Linked DNA regions of Gossypium hirsutum: region 2 is linked to region 1. The links are chromatin contacts, called in public Hi-C maps. All regions are on one chromosome and are shown on one strand. Each heading gives the region's core, a stretch centred on a gene start, on an enhancer-like site or on the middle of the called end of the contact. The rest is flanking DNA. Distances are from core to core; before and after follow the strand shown.

Evidence for each region. A called contact is a pair of places that touch in the nucleus more often than the background predicts.
Region 2: a Hi-C map of leaf shows a contact between it and region 1, with 2.4 times the contacts expected there. The contact joins the promoter of LOC107948614 here to the promoter of LOC107948512 in region 1. A contact is called at or near these places in 3 of 34 Hi-C or Micro-C datasets (all in leaf).

The regions. Positions count from the first base shown.
Region 1 is chrA04:20,197,391-20,201,956 of Gossypium_hirsutum_v2.1, forward strand. LOC107948512 (40S ribosomal protein S5) reads right to left here and starts at 2,289. Exons shown (of 4, transcript XM_016883091.2): 1 at 2,063-2,289; 2 at 1,232-1,503; 3 at 865-1,068; 4 at 530-740. The coding sequence starts at 2,167. The coding sequence ends at 686.
Region 2 is chrA04:20,673,727-20,677,841 of Gossypium_hirsutum_v2.1, forward strand. It overlaps LOC107948614, which reads right to left and starts at 2,331. Exons shown (of 1, transcript XM_016883230.2): 1 at 1,343-2,331. The coding sequence starts at 1,928. The coding sequence ends at 1,491.

The DNA of each region.
Region 1 (4,566 bases), core at 1,039-3,538:
CAGGATACATCAAAAACTGAACTTCCAACTGAAACAAGCCAAACAAGATCAGCAGTATTAGGACGGGGATTATTAAATCAACTTTTGTAGTATAGAGTTCAAAAAAAAATCATCTTTCATTATCTGTAGATTGAGAGATTTATGTTCATAAAACATATAAAATTTGACGTTGATGAACTGCAGTCTCTTCCATTGTTAATGCAGGTTGAAAGGCTTGATTTCAATAGTGTTATGGCCTTTGTATTTAACTTCAAACACAAGTTTGTACAATTGCTCCAATTAATATTTTTTCTTTGTTTCTATTGGCTGGGTTAGAAATTCATAACAACATAATTTCATCTGCTCAATAATTGGAAAAACTCAATTTGATTTCTTCCTTTAATTGTCTCTTTTTTAAGTACTAATTATTGGCACCAGGCAGGGCGATTTAATGTGGTGAAAACTACCACATCAAGCACTCTCATCTCTTTGTTTGCAGCAAAGATGAAATCAACAGCTTCAAACGATGGCAAAATAAGTACAGCATATGTAACCAAAACAGGATATGCTTTCTTCAATAACATCTCAACTTAAATAACGGAACATTCATATTATGTCTGGAACATAAAATAGGTAACTTATAAAGTACTGAATGAAAAAACAAAAGTGTCCACCGCCATGGTTTATGCGAACTCCTACCAATTCCTCAACGATTGGCCTTGGCAACTCTCTCAATTTCGTCCTTCTTCTTGATGGCATAGCTGCACAAACAACGTGAGAATGATGAAGCAAGCAGTGGTAAATAAATGGGATTTGCAATAAGGACAGTTCTAGTTTCAAAGCAAAATAAGGTTCAAACATGGGAGTTCAAAGGCTGTTATTTACCTGTTAGATGATCCCTTTGCTGCGTTAATAAGCTCATCAGCTAAACATTCAGCGATAGTTTTACTGTTTCTGAATGCAGACTCACGAGCACCAGTGGTGAGGAGATAGATGGCCTGATTCACTCGACGAAGAGGAGAAATATCAACAGCTTGACGCCTCACAACACCAGCAGAACCAATACGAGTAGCATCTTCACGAGGTCCACTGTTATATCAACAAAAAATCAACAAAGATTATCAAAGATTGATCCAACAAAGATAACCCAGAATCGGAAGATGTTTTAATTAACATCATCTGCTACTTTAAAGATTAAAGTCAGCTAGTGATACATTTGAAAAAGGAAATTCTTAAAGGTCATATAGGCCACCTGTTGATAATGGCATCAACAATGACTTGAATTGGGTTCTGATCAGTCAGGAGATAAATAATTTCCATAGCATGCTTCACAATCCTGACTGCCATAAGTTTCTTTCCATTGTTTCGGCCATGCATCATCAATGAGTTTGTAAGCCTCTCAACAATGGGGCACTGAGCCTTTCTAAAACGCTTAACTGAGTACCTCCCAGCAGTGTGTGGCACATAGGTTGCATGCTTGGAAGGTTGAACACCAATGTAGTCACTCAAAGAGATATCAGAAACCTAAAATAGATAAATCAGAAACCTAAAATAGATAAATCATTCACATCAAGGACCAGGGCTAACAATTGTAGTTATCAAAGGGAACGGCAAGTTGAGGAATCTAATTCTTTCGAATCTTCAGGAGTCTTTAAGCATTCGAAAGACAATCTAACACGATCATCTTATCCAAATAATCTAACCTAAAATTAACCAATTTCTTACAAACATGAAGACAAACAATTAGGATTAACATAAATTGTCAATCTGAATATCAGTAACATCAAAGACAACAAGTAAAATCTTCAAATCAGAGAACAACAATATAGATGTTCAGTCACAACAAGATGATCTAACAAATAATATCAAGTTAAAAACAACATGAACGATTCTCTATGGAAACAGAATCCCTGTATACAATTAACTAGTCCTAGTAGATCCACTCGACTTGAAAAGACCAAAAAAGTAGAGAACATGCTAAAACGGAACATTTCATATATAATCTAGAAAAAACAAAGCCAAGAGAATGAAAAAAGAAATGTATGCATAGAGAGGCAAAAGATGGAAAAAGAAAAAGAAATACTTGAACTTCCTCGAAGCTCCAGCGATTGAAGAGCTTGACGTCAGGGTGAGACTTGGTTGGGTCTTGCAGTGAGGCGGTGGCAGGGGCTGCAATGGCTGTCGCCATAGCTATGATAGATGCTGCAAACAGAGAGAACCGAAGTGCGCCTGAAAGAGATGTGAGCGGAATGAGGAAATTAGAACAAAGGCCATTCTCTTATAAATCTTATTCATAAAAGGTGACATTTTGATTAGGGTTTCCGGCTTTTTAAGTATGGTCCGCACACGTGGGTGTCGTTTTACTTTCTTGGGTAAAGTATACCAACCGTCCCTAAATTGTATTTAAAATTATGTTTCAGTCACTCAACTTCCAAAGTTACATGATGGTCACTCCAGTTATTGAGTTATTATATTTTGATCACTCGTCTTATAACTTCCGTTAAAAAGATGTATGTTAATTTATGAGTTAATAGCTAATTTAGCTTCTAAACCAATATTTTTAGAACCGAACTAGTAGTCGAACCAATCAGGTTACCAATTCGATTGGTTCAATTAAAAAATTATTAAAAGTTCATAAAAAGTAAAAATAAGGTTCAATCACCGCTTCAACCGGCTTTTAGTTGATTCAACCATCTGTTTCGATTTTTGGTTCAATTGGTCCAATATTATTCTCCTGATTGGTACCCTGACTAGTTTTTGGTCTAAGCCGATCTAGTTCAAATATCATTGTTCTAAAACTATAGCTAAACCATCATCTTGACAATTTTAATATTTTTCTTAACAATAATTCTAAAAATAATTTTAAAAAATATTTAAAGCAAAAAAATTAAAAAATAATCAAAATTTATAAAAAGAATATTAATAAAATTTCTAGAAATATTATAAAAATCATAAAAAATTTCCAATAATAAAAATTATTTAAAAATTATAAAATCATTATTAAACAATCTTTTTAGGGTTCTAAGAACTTTTTCTAGCGAATATGATAAAGCTCTTCAAAGAGCTAGTGTTTTCAAATCCAAGAATCCAATCTTTTTTGTTATAATGCATCCTTCATACATTAACCTTGGTTGAAAATGGTAAAAAGCTTTAATGAAACTTGCAATAGCAAGATCTTATTGTTGAGTCAAACCGACTTTAAGTTGATAAAGCATGGGGATAAGATTATGAGTTGGCTTGTAAAGTGACAAAAGTATGATGGTTTTAAGTTGACAATTAATGGGAAAAAACAAGGTGGCATGAAGTTAGGAAATGTGGCATGAACTTAATTGAAACATTATTTATAAATAAATAATATTAGTGAATAAAAACTATAGCAAATTAGATTTGTTGAAAGGGTTTTAGGCGGCTTATTAAGCATATAAACATGTAAGTGTAGTGTGTGTTGAGTGTGTATAAGTAAAATAATAATAATAATAAAAGAGTGAAAAATAGAAGTGTGTGTGGTAGAGTAAGTGGGCGAGAATTGAGAATAAAGAACAATACTAGCAACAACTAGTAAACAAAGGAAAGTTTATATATTAGTTTTGTTGTAATGACTTATTTTATTGAGTACTGAAATTATTTTGGTTTTAGTGTCCACTACACTTCTAATGAGTGTTACCCAAGTTAGATTTGTGCTCACTTCATGATGGTGAATATAATTCAATCACAATTTTCAAAATTAACGAAGACAAACTATGGTAATTGGATTATTCAAATGAAGGTTTTCTTTGGATCTCAAGATTGTTAGATATTGTTGAAAAAAGATATGTCGAGATAGAAAATGTTGAAGCAAATTTAACAAATGAAGAGAAAAGAACATTGAAGGAAGATCGAAAAAAGGTTAAGGAGTTATGTTTTAATTTTTAATGAGTTAATGAATGAACCTTTGAAAAAGTTTCAGATGGGAAGCATCAAAGAAATATGGGTTATTTTGCAAAAATCCCTTTAAGGAGTCAAAAAGGAAAAAGGTACGTCTAGAATCACTTAGATTTGAATTTAAGATGTTAAAAATGAAAAGTTCAGAGAGCGTTGATAACTACATTACTTGAGTGAAAGAGTTGGTGAATGAAATGGAGAAATTCTTGATGATTTCAGGATAATGGAAAAGAATTTGCAATAGTTGACACGTAAATTTGATCATGTGGTTCTCTCCATAAAAAAATCAAAAGGTTTGTCACAAATATTTATCAATGAACTTGTGGGTTCTCTCCAAGCCCATAAGCAAAAAATAAAGCAAAATGAAGATACTGGAAATTTGGAGTAAGTCTTGCAAAGCAAGTTATTCGTTAGTGAAGGTAGATCTAGTAGCAGTGATGGACAAGGAAGAAGTAATCATGGGGGATACCGTGAAGGATATATATGTGGTAATAGAAGTGGACAATGCAATCAATCATATGGTATAGGCTATACAAATGAAAAGCATTAGATATATAGTCGTGGACGAGGATTTAGAGGCTAAGGTCGAGGTAGAAACAAATTTTAGCAAGGAAATATATTTTAAGTTCAATATTCTAATTGCAATAAATATGGTCATTTTAGTTA
Region 2 (4,115 bases), core at 1,081-3,580, 480 kb after region 1:
TTTATAATTTTTATAAGTTTATTTCAATCTTAATATTTGTTAAATATTTTAATTTTTATAATTCTTAATAAAAAATATTAAATTAAAGCATAAATTGTCACATGTTATCATATATTTGTACGTTGTTTTTTTTTAAATGATCATCGTGATCAACTATGGATTCTATCAACAAAAGACTTAATTGATTATTTTAATTAACAACAATGACTCAATTGAATGCGAATTTAATACAAAAATTTAATTAATTTTTTAATATTCAAATATTTTTTTGACATATAAGCCAAATTTTAAAAAATATTAAAAATGGTTATTTGTTCAATTGCTCCATAGTAACTAACTTACATGTTCGCGTTGAATAATCAATATTTCGTTTGATAATATTAAATTTAACCCTAAATGTTTATATATTTTATTAATTTAATTTTTGTATTTTTAAACTAAATTTGACCCTTAATATTTCAAAAAAGGTTGATTAATGATGGTGGTGTAGCAATCTATACCGTAGTCGACATACCCTCATAGCTGAAATGACACTCTTTACCTTATATATATCACATTAATAAATAATTAAAAATTATAAAATATTTAAAATTAAAAAAATATATAAAATGTTGATAAAAGTTCAAAAAAGAAAAAAGATGAAGCATATATATTATCATGCAGACAGTTATATTTCATTAAAATAATTGAGGGATAAATTTTGAAGCTAATTAAAAGGATGAGATATAGACAGACTCCTAAGAGCCCAAAAAACAATAGCAATGAAGATCCTGGTACACATCACCAGAATCCGCTCCAATTAATCATTCTCAATCACTCATCAATACAACATAAGAAGACAAATGCTTCCAACCAAAAACAAAGGAAAAATACACAGAATCTAATACCAAATTCAATCAGAGAGAAAAGTGAATGCAAGTTTTTGTCACATTGTGTACACCTTCATTCTTCTTTACTGTTTATATGTTTCATTTCTCTCTTCCCTACTTCTGGGATTAAATGAATATATTTTTTAATTTCTTCCCAAAAACCCAGCAAACATGTATATATTTTGAAGGGGTTTACAAGTACAATTTTCATTCATATACATTTGGAAAATAGGCATTTGAATCAATTTAGTTTAAAGTGTATGTATAGAGTTTATAGACTGAAAATCAAAGTAGTACTTAAATCCAAAGAAAATATGGAAGAAAAACCAAACACATGGTAGTGGGACTCACACTTATACCTTCAGAATCTCAACAACTCAACCTTACGCTACCCATATAAGTTCATACTTTTAACCGAATTAAGGGTTGGATGAAATGTATCATGAAATTCAAGTTTAAGTACGCATTTCACATTCGCCTAAAGCTCGAGGGCTAAACGTAGCGTTAACCCTTTTATTCATATATACTTGGATGGATCCAAATACCAACAAGCTAAAGTAGCTGCAAAAGATAAGAAAATACAAAAGCATAAATTCAAGTTCAGCAACCTGGGAGCATCATTCAGGAGGCTTGAGCATGGTTTGGATCGAGCTTAGCAGCCTCAAGATCAGCAGCTTTCTTCAGAAAACTTTGGTCATCATCCTCAAGAACCATCTGGATAGGGCAAGATCCCAATCCATCAGCAATAGCAAGCAGAATCTTCTTCATCTCAGATCTGAACTCCTGGAGGTCAACGGTGCCGCTGCCATCGCAATCAAACCTCTCGAAAATGGAGTTGTAAAGCTGAGTGAGCTCGTCGGGGGGAGTGGCGACGTCGACACCGAAGTGGGACTCCAGGAGACGCAGAGACTCGAAGGCCTTGCGAAGCTCGGACCTGGAGAGGACACCGTCGTTGTTGAGGTCAAGAGCTGCGAAACGCTCATCCACGCTCTTCGTGAACTGTTGGTCGTCAGTCACGAAGGCTCTCACCGTCGATCCGTCAATGATTACAACACCCATGTCTTTTCTTTCTCCTCTTTTGAGTCAACTGGGTATGTATATTATATGTAGATAAAGAAGCGAGGAAATTGTGCTTTAGATTTTTGTGGTGGGAATTGTCCAAAGTGGACGTCAGATAACGACGATCAATTGCCATAGAGTGCCCTGCTGCACCATTAGCACCAAATACCAATGACATAATCTAGTGTTTAAGAAACAAATGAACCGCATCCTCGAAACTAACGCAAAAAAAAGGACGGAAAGCTCCATTATGCCTTCTTTTTATGAAAATTCATAGTTGAAACTAAAAGATCTGGCGCCTCCTCCATCCGGTAGACACAAATCCTCTGCCCTTTTACAAGATTATCCCATCTGCTTTTTTATTTTATCTCACTTTTATAAATAATTTCAATATCTGAATTGTTATTCTACTCTTTTGAAAGTTAACATATTCTTTAATTTTGAGATATTAAATATTTATATTTATTTTATTTAAAATTTTTGGTAAATTTATTTCTTAGCTTTAAATATTCAGTTTTTTTCTCTTTAAAGCTATTAAAAAAATTAAATTAATATTTTTTTCATATTTTAAATAAAAAATATAAAGATTATATATTTTTTAAATAAAACTTTATGAAAAAATAAAAAAGTCTTTCAAACTCAAAAAATATATAATATATATATAAAATATATATAAAAAAATTCTAAAATTTAATTTTTTTAGGCTGGATAACACAGACCATTTAGAACGAGAATTGACTAGGGCATCGGTTCGACAAGAGATAAAAATTAGTTGACACACGAATTTGTACGGACAGCTTGAATCGAGCTAAAAAAATCAATTGATCTGGTAGTTGAATCAATTTTGAATTGATCTACCAATTGATTTTTGAAACGACCAGTTCAAAGCAAATAAAATATTAAAAATTCATAAAAATTGGTTCAACTGCTAATTTAACTAGTTTTTTAGCCCGATTCAACCAGTCTATACCAATTCTTAGGGTCAACTAGTTTTTACCTCTCATTGGACTAATATCCCTAATTCTTGATCCAAGCAATTTAGCCCGGTTTAGATAACAATAAATTTTGAAATTTTTTATATTTTAAAATATTTTTAAAAGATTATTTTTATTTTTATTTTTATTTCAAATTTAAATTTTAAAGAGTTTTTTTTCATTTTTTTAAAAATATATAATATCTTATTAAGTGGTTGTCCATCAAGATCAAGATAAGTTTTGATGTACTTTAAATTCTAATAGTCATTAGAATTAGATCTCTACTTCATTTATATTTATTATGCCTATAAATAGATACTTTGGAGAACTATTGTAATAATTCCATTGATCAATAAAATACATTCTCTATTGCTTCTCATATTTTCTTTATTCTTTACTCTCTCTATCTCTCTTTATTTTATAACAATACAAATATTTTTTTGTGAGTTGATTAGTTTTTTATATTATGAATGTTCTGTGCAAATAATTGTTTCATTCATTTAGGTTTAATTCATGTTAATACTTATAAGTTTCAGTCATATTTTGGTCTAGTATTCGTACGAAAATTTTTGGATCATTTTTTATATGCTTTCTATAACACCCCTTACCCATATCCGATGCTGGAACAGGGTACGAGACATTACCGGACTTAAACTCAATCAAACATTCAGAACCGTGAAATAAATTTTCACTCAAATTTAAAAATTTTCATATACATTCATATCATCTCTATTACGAGCCTACGAGGCCCAAAACATATATTGAGAGTGGTTTGGGACTAAACTGAGAACTTTCAAAATTTTTACAACACTTAGAAAATTTTCATGCTTTGGAGGGTCACATGCCCGTGTGGGTAGGCCGTGTGGGTAGGCCGTGTGGTCACACACGCCTATGTGGCTTGGGACACGTTCGTGTCCACAGCCTGTGTAACTCTCTGTTTATGACGTCATCAACAAAATAGGGTCACACAGCCAAGTCACACGCCCGTGTGCTAGGCCGTGTGACAAATTTAATTTTCGGCCTGGCCACATGCCCATGTCCTATGGTCGTGTCTCTCACACGGCCGTGTCTCATGCCCGTGTGCTTACTACTGGGATTCTGTTTCTCAAAACTAAGGTACAAAGGATACACGGCTGGATCACACGCCCGTGGAGCAGGCCGTGTGTCACACACGACCTAGACATATGCTTGTGTGTCTACCCATATGGACAAT